Linked DNA regions of Hordeum vulgare: region 2 is linked to region 1. A link is a contact called in public Hi-C data. All regions are on one chromosome and are shown on one strand. Each heading gives the region's core, a stretch centred on a gene start, on an enhancer-like site or on the middle of the called end of the contact. The rest is flanking DNA. Distances are from core to core; before and after follow the strand shown. Region 1 holds the start of LOC123426887. Region 2 holds the start of LOC123426889 (lipoyl synthase, mitochondrial).

Region 1 (4,865 bases), core at 1,115-3,614:
ACTAGGGACATACCGTGATCTATATATTCGCACATGTATTACTGTTTCCGGTTAATACAATTATAGCATGAACAATAGACAATTATCATGAACAAGGAAATATAATAATAACTACTTTATTATTGCCTCTAGGGCATATTTCCAATAGTAGTTCCTCGTTGGCCGCCGTCGCCTTGGTCTGCTCAGCCACCCCGTATCATCGTCCACGACGCCGTCATCATCATCGAGCAGCATCCCCGACCTCGCGTGCGATCAGATTGATCACCTGCCCACCGCGATCGACTCCATCGGCACCGTGCGACTGACGTGATCAGTCGGTTGTATGCGCCTCCATAGGTCGTATGAAGGCTGTCCCGAGTACAACGCGCCCCTCCACCGATCGAGCAACAGGCTGCCGCTGCGTTGCCCCGTTGGGCCACAGTGCCACCGCCCAGTGGTTCTCCCCACGATTGCACCGACCCACAAGTCGTTGCTACACTGCCGCTTCGGGGCGTAGTGCAGCGTTACACGGTCCCCACCGCCGCCCAAGGCCATCCCCATGGCTGCACCGACCCGCGCATCACCGCTGCGTCGCCCCTTCGGGCCGTAGCATTGCGGCACACGGTCTATGCTGCCACCCCGAGGTCTTCCCGCCGTCGCCCCGACCCGCGCATTGCAGCTTCGTCGCCCCTTCGGGTCGTAGCAACGCGGCGTGCAGTCCACTCTGCCGTCCCCGCACGTCGACTTCCTATGGTATGCGTTGCGCCGTCTCCTTCGGCGCGGGAACGCGATCGTCTGCGCCGATCTTTGTCATGCTGTCGGGCTCTTCCTCGCCTACTTCGAGCATCGCCGCCGCGCTCCTAACCAGCCGCCGCCGCCGCCGTTCTCCCTTGGTGCTGCTGCAGCTCGTTCACCCGAGCCGTACCGCCCGTCCACCTCCTTCATCTTCGTCCAGCACCAGCTCATCGCCAGCGTCGCCGTGGTCTACCCCGACCGCTTCGTCTACTCCGACCACCGCGAGCAACATTGGTTCCCGTTGGTTTGCACCGCAACCGTCGTCGAGTCCTCTCTGCTAGCCTCCTCGACATGACGTACATGTTGTGTGCAGGTCCCCGTCTCCGCATGCCTGGTGCTGGCAACACCGACGTGTGCCTTCGTCCTCGATGCGCTCCTAGGCTTGGCAAGCCTGGCACGGCGCATCGCCAACATCGACTTCGTCCGTCTACGCATGTGTAGTGCTGGCAACACCTACGCGTGCCTTCATCCACGATGTGTCCCCAGGCTTGGCAAACCCGGTGCGACGCATCTCAACTACGTCGTCTTCTCGGCGCACCACTACTTCAATACCACCGCGTCCATGACTAACTCGGCGCCTCCTTGCGCCCGCGGCTCCACGGCGACTTCCTCGACACCGGCTACCCCGACTCGCCATCGACTACGACATTCTTCGCACGGCTGCCTCGACCACGTCTACACCACCCTACGCTCTCGGCTACCTCGACATCGACACAAAGGGCTATCACCTCGTTTGAGCATCTCATTGGCTTCATCTACAATCCACACGTCCACGATGCGACACCGTCCCCGACGCTCCCGCTGCGACTACAGGGGGATGTCAGCGCGTCGGCTGTTATTCTCTCCAGTCAGACCATCCACGACGCTCCTGTTGTTCGCAACGCTACCGCTATGACGGCGGGGGATGTTAGAGATATATTTGATGTACATGTATTTGATAGTCTAGGATTTGTAATCGTCTCCACCTTATCTCTAGGAGAGGCTTCTTGTCCTTCAAGTCTTATTTCCAATATATACTCGCCCATAAGGCTCAATAATATATCTATCATACTCAACAATTATTTCACCAACCCCTGGATTCCCTTTCAACATGCCTCACGTAGAAGTTTTGCGCAGGCTGTGAGGCCCTGAGCCCCTGACTAGCATCAGCGTGGTGGCTTTGCTTGAGCAAGCGTCAATTACCTCTCGTTTTCACCGGGTGTCCTGGTCACTCTGTCCTCTCAGTGGCAGATCGTAGCTTTGCACGGTGGGACGGTGAGTTTGGACGGAATGGCGATGCACGTGCCCACCGGCCCTCGCCAAGGCGAAGGATCCCCTACACCCGCGCACCGATCACCTCCCAGCGCTCAACAACCCACCGTGCAGCACGTACCCCCAACTGGGCACACAGCCGGCCGGCACTCAGATCCCCGGATCTCCTGCTCCCCCGGTCTCCCGTTCCGCTCTGACCCGAGACCCACCGACAAGTGGCTCCATAGATTTCCTGGCCTATATGTCAGCGACGGCGACGTGACTGTTCCGTGACGCGGACGGGAAATGGACGGGCACTACTCCTACTACTAGTACTCCGTGGTACCCCACGCCACGCAGCAGCAGCAGCAGCACCTCGAGGACCCAAACCCGACTACCCGAGCGAGAAGCGGTGACGATAGAGCACGGGGGGCAGCACAGCTCGGGAGCAATGGAGAGGGCGACGCCGGTGCGGAGCCCGCACACCTCGACGGCCGACCTGCTCACGTGGTCGGCCACGGGCGCCGGCGCCCCCTCCGCCTCGCCGGCCGCCCCGTCCCGCCCCAGTCTCAAGGTAAAGCAGCGTGCGCCGGGGCTCTGCCTCGCCGTGGTACCGCGCGTGCACAGAGCCCTTCTGCCGCCCCCTCCGTGCGACGCGGCTGACTTGGTGCTTCACTGCTGATGTTTCTTGTTTGTGCAGCCGGCTGGGGGGATCACGCCGGCCATGTTCGGCGCGCCGGTGAGCGAGCACGACGCCGAGGATCTGAGCAACAGGTGAGATCTGGGGCCTCCCCATGCCGCATTCCGCCCTGATCTGCTCGATCTGTGGTTTCCTACCGCGTCTTTGATTTGGTTACGCTGATCCGATCTAGTTGTAATGTATGCTCTGCTTGTATGTTATGGGGTTTGACCATTCGATGCCTCGAGCTTACAGCGATTTGCTGGACTGCTCTGCTTTTAGCAACGGGCAGAGCAGTCGCTCTCAGACGATTGGTTCGTCAGAGGACGCACTATGTAAACATGCGACGCTGCTTCAGTCCAAATTTGTGGTGTTACCGTATTATAGTAAACTTATTTCGCGATTGTGCTAGGATCCAAACTGCACCCATACTCGTAATGACGCCTTAAACTTATTTGAGCGATGCAAATGGCAATTTTTTGATTCAAAATTTGAAATCCTGGCCTCACCGCCAAGGTTGAAAAGTAAAAACATAGAAATTAGCTGAATTTGCGGAGTCATGCAGCGCTTGACTGTCTGGTACTGGCTTGCCACATGTGGTCGTGGCTATGTCAGTGCCCAGTCTATTTTCTGTTATTAGTACTCGTAATTTTTGAAAAGTTCAATCCTGTCAATTCTCTGGAGTGTTGGTTCTTTATTTCTTTAACGTTGTGTTATGAATACCAGTTTGTCAGTTCTGCAATAATCTGGTGGAGTGCTTACCATGGCAACCAAATTAAAACCACAGTGGATACTCTAAGTTCGTCTTTTCCTGTGAGCATTGCTTTCGAAATTTATCAGTTGCATGTGTTGAAGGTTCTGCACAAAATTACCTAGGCTTGCATTGCATGACAAGAGTTATATTTTTGTTTCCTAAATATATTGTACTAATTGAAATTTTCGAATACGAAATGAATTTCCTAATGTAGTGATTGGCTGATTGCTATCGTCCGAGTGATAACTTGAAAGTACCAATATTCGTGTGTTTGGTGGTATGTGATGCGTCTCTGTTTTGGCTTCATTGGTTTATAAGCCATAGAATGAAGTCTCATAAGCAACTGTTTTGCTTGCAGTGGTAAAGGAATTAGTCAGGCAATTCTTACTTATGCATGTCATAGTTTTTTTTTTCTTCCAGAAAAGATGTATGTTATAGTTGCTTGAAAGTAAGATACTGAACTCTTCCCAAGTGTCTAACCTTGTTGGTTTGTTATAGTGAAAGGAGACTGATGTCCGGTTCAAAGATGAAGGAAATGACTGGGAGTGGGATATTTGCTGAAAAGAGTGAGAATAGTGATTCAGAGTCTTCAAATCCTGCAAACAGAACTTCTGTGAGGATGTATCAGGTACTTAACATGCTTATAAACATGTCCTTATCTCCCCACTTGGTTGGCGTATACTCACTCAATATCACAAACATGTCGTTTTGGTTATGGACACGGTCTTCATGATTTACCTATGACCACTAATTTTTACTATAGTATTAAATATAATACAATTTTTATGAATATACTTTTCAAGGCAAATATAAACATACGATTTACAGGTCCCCAATCTATATTTGAGACAATTTTTATTACCAAAGTTTTAAAAGCTTGACCTACGACATGTATTTGTGATATGTAGGGTGTATCTGTTTCTCCGCTTGGTATTATTGTGATGGCTCCTTGCGCTATTAATATTTGTATGTGTTGATGTATAGTCACTCTTTCCTTGATAGAGTACTAAGTTAAGGCATACTTTGTGCATTTTCTGTTAACACAAACTGCTATTTGGTATTTGAGACTTGAAAAAATGCACTTAATGGACCTCTGCACATGTCTTGTCATGTCAAGTTTTAGTTTCTGTACTTTCGTATTTGGAATCTTCAACAGATGTTGATTGTTTTTCCTTTCTTTTTTATGGAGATGAACTAAATCTCAAACTCTGATTTCTTCTGACAACATCAGTCGCTAATGCACCTTTTCATTACAGCAAACTGTAACTGGAGTAAGTCAGATCTCATTTAGCGCAGATGGAAGCGTTTCTCCAAAGAAGCCATCCTCACTGCCTGAGGTGGCTAAGCAGCGAGAGCTTAGTGGCACATTCGAGACTGATGCTGAAGCTAAAATTAATAAGCAGCTTTCTGAAGCCAAGAACAAGGAGC
Region 2 (4,865 bases), core at 758-3,257, 140 kb before region 1:
ACTATGCTCCATTCTGTTCTTTTCCATTAGTTCAGTTATCTGTTACGACATTTACTTATTGTCTTTATTATTCAGATGACAGAGGGATTTTTTTCCCTCGAGACCTTTAGTCATGCATTTTATATTGATATTTTTACAAGGCATCAGTCGGTATATTTGTATAACTTTAGCATACATGCCTTTAACAGGTCACGTTTACGGAGCGCCATGTCTCGTTCTTACACTTCTTAACTAATGTATGCGCTATTGTTGGAGGTAATATTTCCCTTGGTGCCTTTTTTCTTTAAACTAATTAGCTATTTCTGTTGAATCATACTCCCTTCTTAAAGAAATATAAGAGCATTTACATCACAGTACACCTTTTATGTTCATATGTTTACTGAACTGTTATGCTTCAGTTGAATATTTAATTAAGGCCATTCCTGATTCACGAGTAAAATATATGACCCTTTGCTAGCCATGTCCTGGAATTGGAAAACTATGAACTCAATCAATATAGCCAACATCCTTTCAGCAGTTCAACCAATGACCAAAGGCACATGTCCTCTTGTTTTACAGGTGTGTTCACTGTTTCTGGAATCATAGATTCGTTTGTCTACCATGGCCAGAGGGCAATCACTAAGAAGAGGGAACTCGGCAAATTCACCTGAGTTTTCAATCAAGCCTTCCTATTGCTGCAGTACCTCCTTTTGAATGACTCTAGTCTGTAGCTGCAGTAGAAAGAGTCTTCTCCGAAGTCCGAAAAGTGTACAACTGAACCAACAGGCCGGTATCTTTGTCACAGCTTGTGCTCTGGAACTCCTGGTGCGCTGCCTGCTTTCCGGCTGAAGCTGCCAGCATACAAAATGGCTTGTCTGCGATGTTCGTATATCGCTCAGGCAAATGGAACATTTCGGAGGTGCTCAATTTTTGTACACTTAAGTCCACAAGGACAAAGGTTTTGTCGTTCTAAACTGCAAGTTTTTGTATTTTTGTAAATCTGTGTAAGAGTGATGTAGACTGTACAATACTCATGACAGGTATTTTTCTTAGACATTTCGTAGCTCTTACAGGCCAGGTTAAAAAAAAACAAAAAAAACGTAAAGACCATTTGAAGGAAACTAACTTCAGTTTGTCAGGGTGTTTTTCGTAACTTATCTTCCTGGTAACCTTTTGAAGGTATTACTGTTGAAGAATATTGCTTTAGTCGTAGGTGCTTATCGTCATGTTTTGTAGTCGTGGTCTTGTTGACAGAAGACAGTGGTTACTCCACGTGCTCTACTATGACTAGCATAATGCTCATGCATTGCAATGGAGCCAAAAAAGAAAGTTGATAAGTAAGGCTAGTGGCTTAGCAGATCGTCGAAATAGTTATGTCCTTCACGGTTAAAAGAGAACGAAATGAGGAGAAGCGGTTTGCACGCGGCATGTGTTGGAGAATTTCAAGTGACCGTGTAAGAAAAAATATTGGATAGAGAAACTAAAGCCAAGAGGAAGGTCTTAGCTCTGTATTTGCTATCTGTGTTTTTTCAAAAGTGCCGGTCTCACATGTAAGTATGGAAGTAATAGTTACTCCCTCCGTACACAAATCTAAGATGTTTGGGATATTTCTATATGAACTACATATGTACTGAAATGAGCGAAGAGTCAAACTAAAATATGTCTACATACACAAATCTAGATCAGAAGGTAGAACCATTACTTGGATTGTGTCTACATGTTTGATCTTTTTGAGTTTTAACCTACGCTTTCTATCATGGACGACGATTGTTGTTGTGCTACGCTGATCTTGTGGAGCCTTAGCCCAACGACTTTCCGACTGTCTACTAAATTAAAGTTTGCCTGACTACGACGACGAAGGGACGATGACTATGGCGTGCCTTTGGCCTGTTACAATGTTTGTAGTCGTTGCTATGTGGTGCTGTAATCTTTGTTAGTTGTGGTATTTTTTATATGACAGATAATGGATGGATTGAATGCTCTTTCCAAAAATAAACAAGCATAACATGGACAATTCTCCATGATGAGAAGGCGCCCTTTGCTACTGAAAACGGCTTCTGGATATCTATGCTTCATCGGATCTCTCCGCACCAAACAAACGCCACCGTCTTCCCCACCTCTCCCGTCCCCGGTCCGGTCCACCAACCGCCTCTAGCCGCAACCATGCGCGGCCGCCGCCATCTGGCGGCCTCCCTGGCGAGGACCCTGTCCCAGGCCCCCTCCCGCTCCATCTCCTCCACCCCGTCCCTCCTCCAAACCCTCGACCCGACCCCGCAGTCCCCTCCCCTCGCCGCACCCGCGGCGGGGCGGCTCGCGGAGATGCGGAGGCGGCTGCAGGCGGAGACGCCGTCGCTGGGGGACTTCGCGTACTCGGTGGAGGTGGGGACGCGGAAGAAGCCTCTGCCCAAGCCCAAGTGGATGAAGGAGACGATCCCCGGCGGGGCCAAGTACGCGGCCATCAAGGCCAAGCTGCGGGAGCTGAAGCTGCACACCGTCTGCGAGGAGGCGCGCTGCCCCAACCTCGGCGAGTGCTGGTCGGGCGGCGAGACCGGAACAGCCACTGCCACCATCATGATCCTCGGTGACACCTGCACGCGCGGATGCAGGTAAAGAGATCAATCCTTTTCGTCTATTGCCTTGCCTGTATTGGGCAGGTGCGGGCAGCTGCTTAGGTTGTTTAGGCTGTGTACAGGGAAGCCCTAGATAACTTTGTATTTTAGGAGTAACATGAGCTTTATAATGATCCATATGATATCCATTTCCATGATTTTTGTATGTGCATATAGTTTTCTGTATGCTACATTGTACCTTGAGCAGGTAGATTGTGAGGGCAAATAGTTTGATTTTTAGCTTCTGGTGTATTTAAGTTGCCTTTGCCAAATCATGTGGATGTTTTAACGCTGCTAGTAATTTAGGAAGTGTTCGATTTTAGCTGTTGTGCAAGAGTAGATGCTTAGTGTGAAGCAACTCTATGGAGAACTGTACTCAGAAACTGCTTGCTCAGTTGCAATCTGAAGATCGAGTTGGAGTTCATAGCTTTTCAAGTTAATCAATGTATAAATAACTTTCTGAAAATGGTAAAGTTCACATGTTACTGCTTTAACCAACTAGACTTGCCCAAGTACACAATCGAATACCAGCTCCAGGAGAGGTTGCCATTTTCTGTTCACGAAACAAATGAAGGTTTTGGATTCGGCTAGTCAGTCATTCCCATAATTGTGTTTGCACTGCCGTGGAGTTTCTACAGATATTACTAGAGTTACAATAGGCGAGCAGGAGGTTGCTAACCTGTTATGACAGCCTACAAGATCCCACTAGTTCCCCTTGCCAACATAAAACATCGGCATTGGTCCCTGCCAGGGTCTTGAAATTTGTTGAGAAAGGACCACAATGGAATTTGTCCAGGATGTATCATACTGCAAGCCAGTTACTACAAGCTACAGAGAGTTTGCAGAGGAAAGGGAGTTTGAAAAAACAAGCAACTATTTGATGTTCATCGTACCATTAAAAATATTCAGTAGTTGGGAGGACCTTAGTAACATTTATTTCTTACTTTGAATTTGAACTCTGGTAGCAGCGTGACATGCAATTTTATATCTTCTGCTTACCCGGAGCATTCTTATGCGTCCTGTCTTGGCTAGAAAATTACGTGCTTCTTTGCACTCGGCTTGAGTTTTGATTTCCTTCAAGCTAGTTTTTCTCCAGAATTGTTTGGATCCCAAACAAATTTCTCATTCTGTTGCCAATTGTCAGGGGTGCTCATAAATAAGTGTTTGTTTCACTCTGTATCCTTAGGGCTTTGTGTGTCTTCTCAATGTTTATGTGCTATGATTGTGAGACAATATCTCCAGATTTTAACTGTAATAATTAGCTTTCTTAATAACGATGTGCCATGCTTGATTTTATGCTAAATTAATAGTGGAGAAAGCTTATCTTCTTGTATTGTCTGGATTAAGTGCTATTAAGTATGCAATCTATATTGAAAACAGTGAGGGTTTTGGTTGTGTAGGCTGTGGGCAAAGCTATGAACCAGTTCTGTTGGAGTTTCCTTTGAGTACCAATTTCAGATATAAGAAGGGATTGTTCCTGTGATGTACATTTCAGGGAAACTGCTGGTTTTGTTTCTGTTTTGGCGATATATTTCGTTTTGGTGGTGGCTTAGTAGAACTAAAATTAAGTATATGAGATGCGGTTTCAGTACTACTAGGCATGAGGAGGAGTTAGCCTTGATGGGCAGGTGGTAACTCAAAAGGACATCTTTCGCTATTTGGGGTCAATGCTGCAGATGGATGGTGATATCGATGGAGATGTGAGCCATCAAATAAAAGCCGGATGGATGAAGTGGCGCCAAGCTTCTGGCATTCTCTGTGATAAGAGAGTGCCACAAAAGCTAAAAGGCAGGTTATATAGGACGGCGATTCAACCCACAATGTTGCATGATGCTGAGTGTTGGCAGGCTAAAAGGCGACATGTTCAACAGTTAGGTGTAGCGGAGATGCGCATGTTGAGATGGATGTGTGGCCACACAAGAAAGGATTGGGTCCAACGTCGATTGAAGAGAATGATGATATACGTGAGAGAGTTGGGGTAGCACTGATTGAAGAGAAGCTTGTACAACATCATCTGAGATGGTTTGGACATATACAACGCAGACATCCAGAAGCTGCAGTGCATAGCGGACGACTAAAGCGTGCTGATAATGTCAAGAGAGGTCGGGGTACACCAAACTTGACATGGGAGGAGTCCGTAAAGAGAGATCTGAAGGACTGGAATATCACCAGAAGAACTAGCCATGGACAGGGGCGCATGGAAGTTAGCTATCCACATGGCAGAAGCAGCAGCGGAGCTATGTTGAGGCAGGGGGGGGGGGGGGGCAGTAGTTTTTG

What was found. Hi-C and Micro-C count contacts between places; a contact is called where the count stands out from the background.
Region 2: a contact with region 1 is called in a Hi-C map of seedling, with 2.9 times the contacts expected there. The contact joins the promoter of LOC123426889 here to the promoter of LOC123426887 in region 1. A contact is called at or near these places in 2 of 6 Hi-C or Micro-C datasets (leaf and seedling).

The regions. Positions count from the first base shown.
Region 1 is chr2H:506,880,878-506,885,742 of MorexV3_pseudomolecules_assembly, reverse strand. LOC123426887 reads left to right here and starts at 2,364. Exons shown (of 5, transcript XM_045110789.1): 1 at 2,364-2,578; 2 at 2,705-2,778; 3 at 3,936-4,065; 4 at 4,694-4,865. The coding sequence starts at 2,456.
Region 2 is chr2H:507,019,700-507,024,564 of MorexV3_pseudomolecules_assembly, reverse strand. LOC123426889 (lipoyl synthase, mitochondrial) reads left to right here and starts at 2,007. Exons shown (of 4, transcript XM_045110790.1): 1 at 2,007-2,585. The coding sequence starts at 2,047. It overlaps LOC123426890 (endoplasmic reticulum-Golgi intermediate compartment protein 3-like), which reads left to right. Exons shown (of 13, transcript XM_045110792.1): 12 at 189-255; 13 at 559-1,112. The coding sequence ends at 650.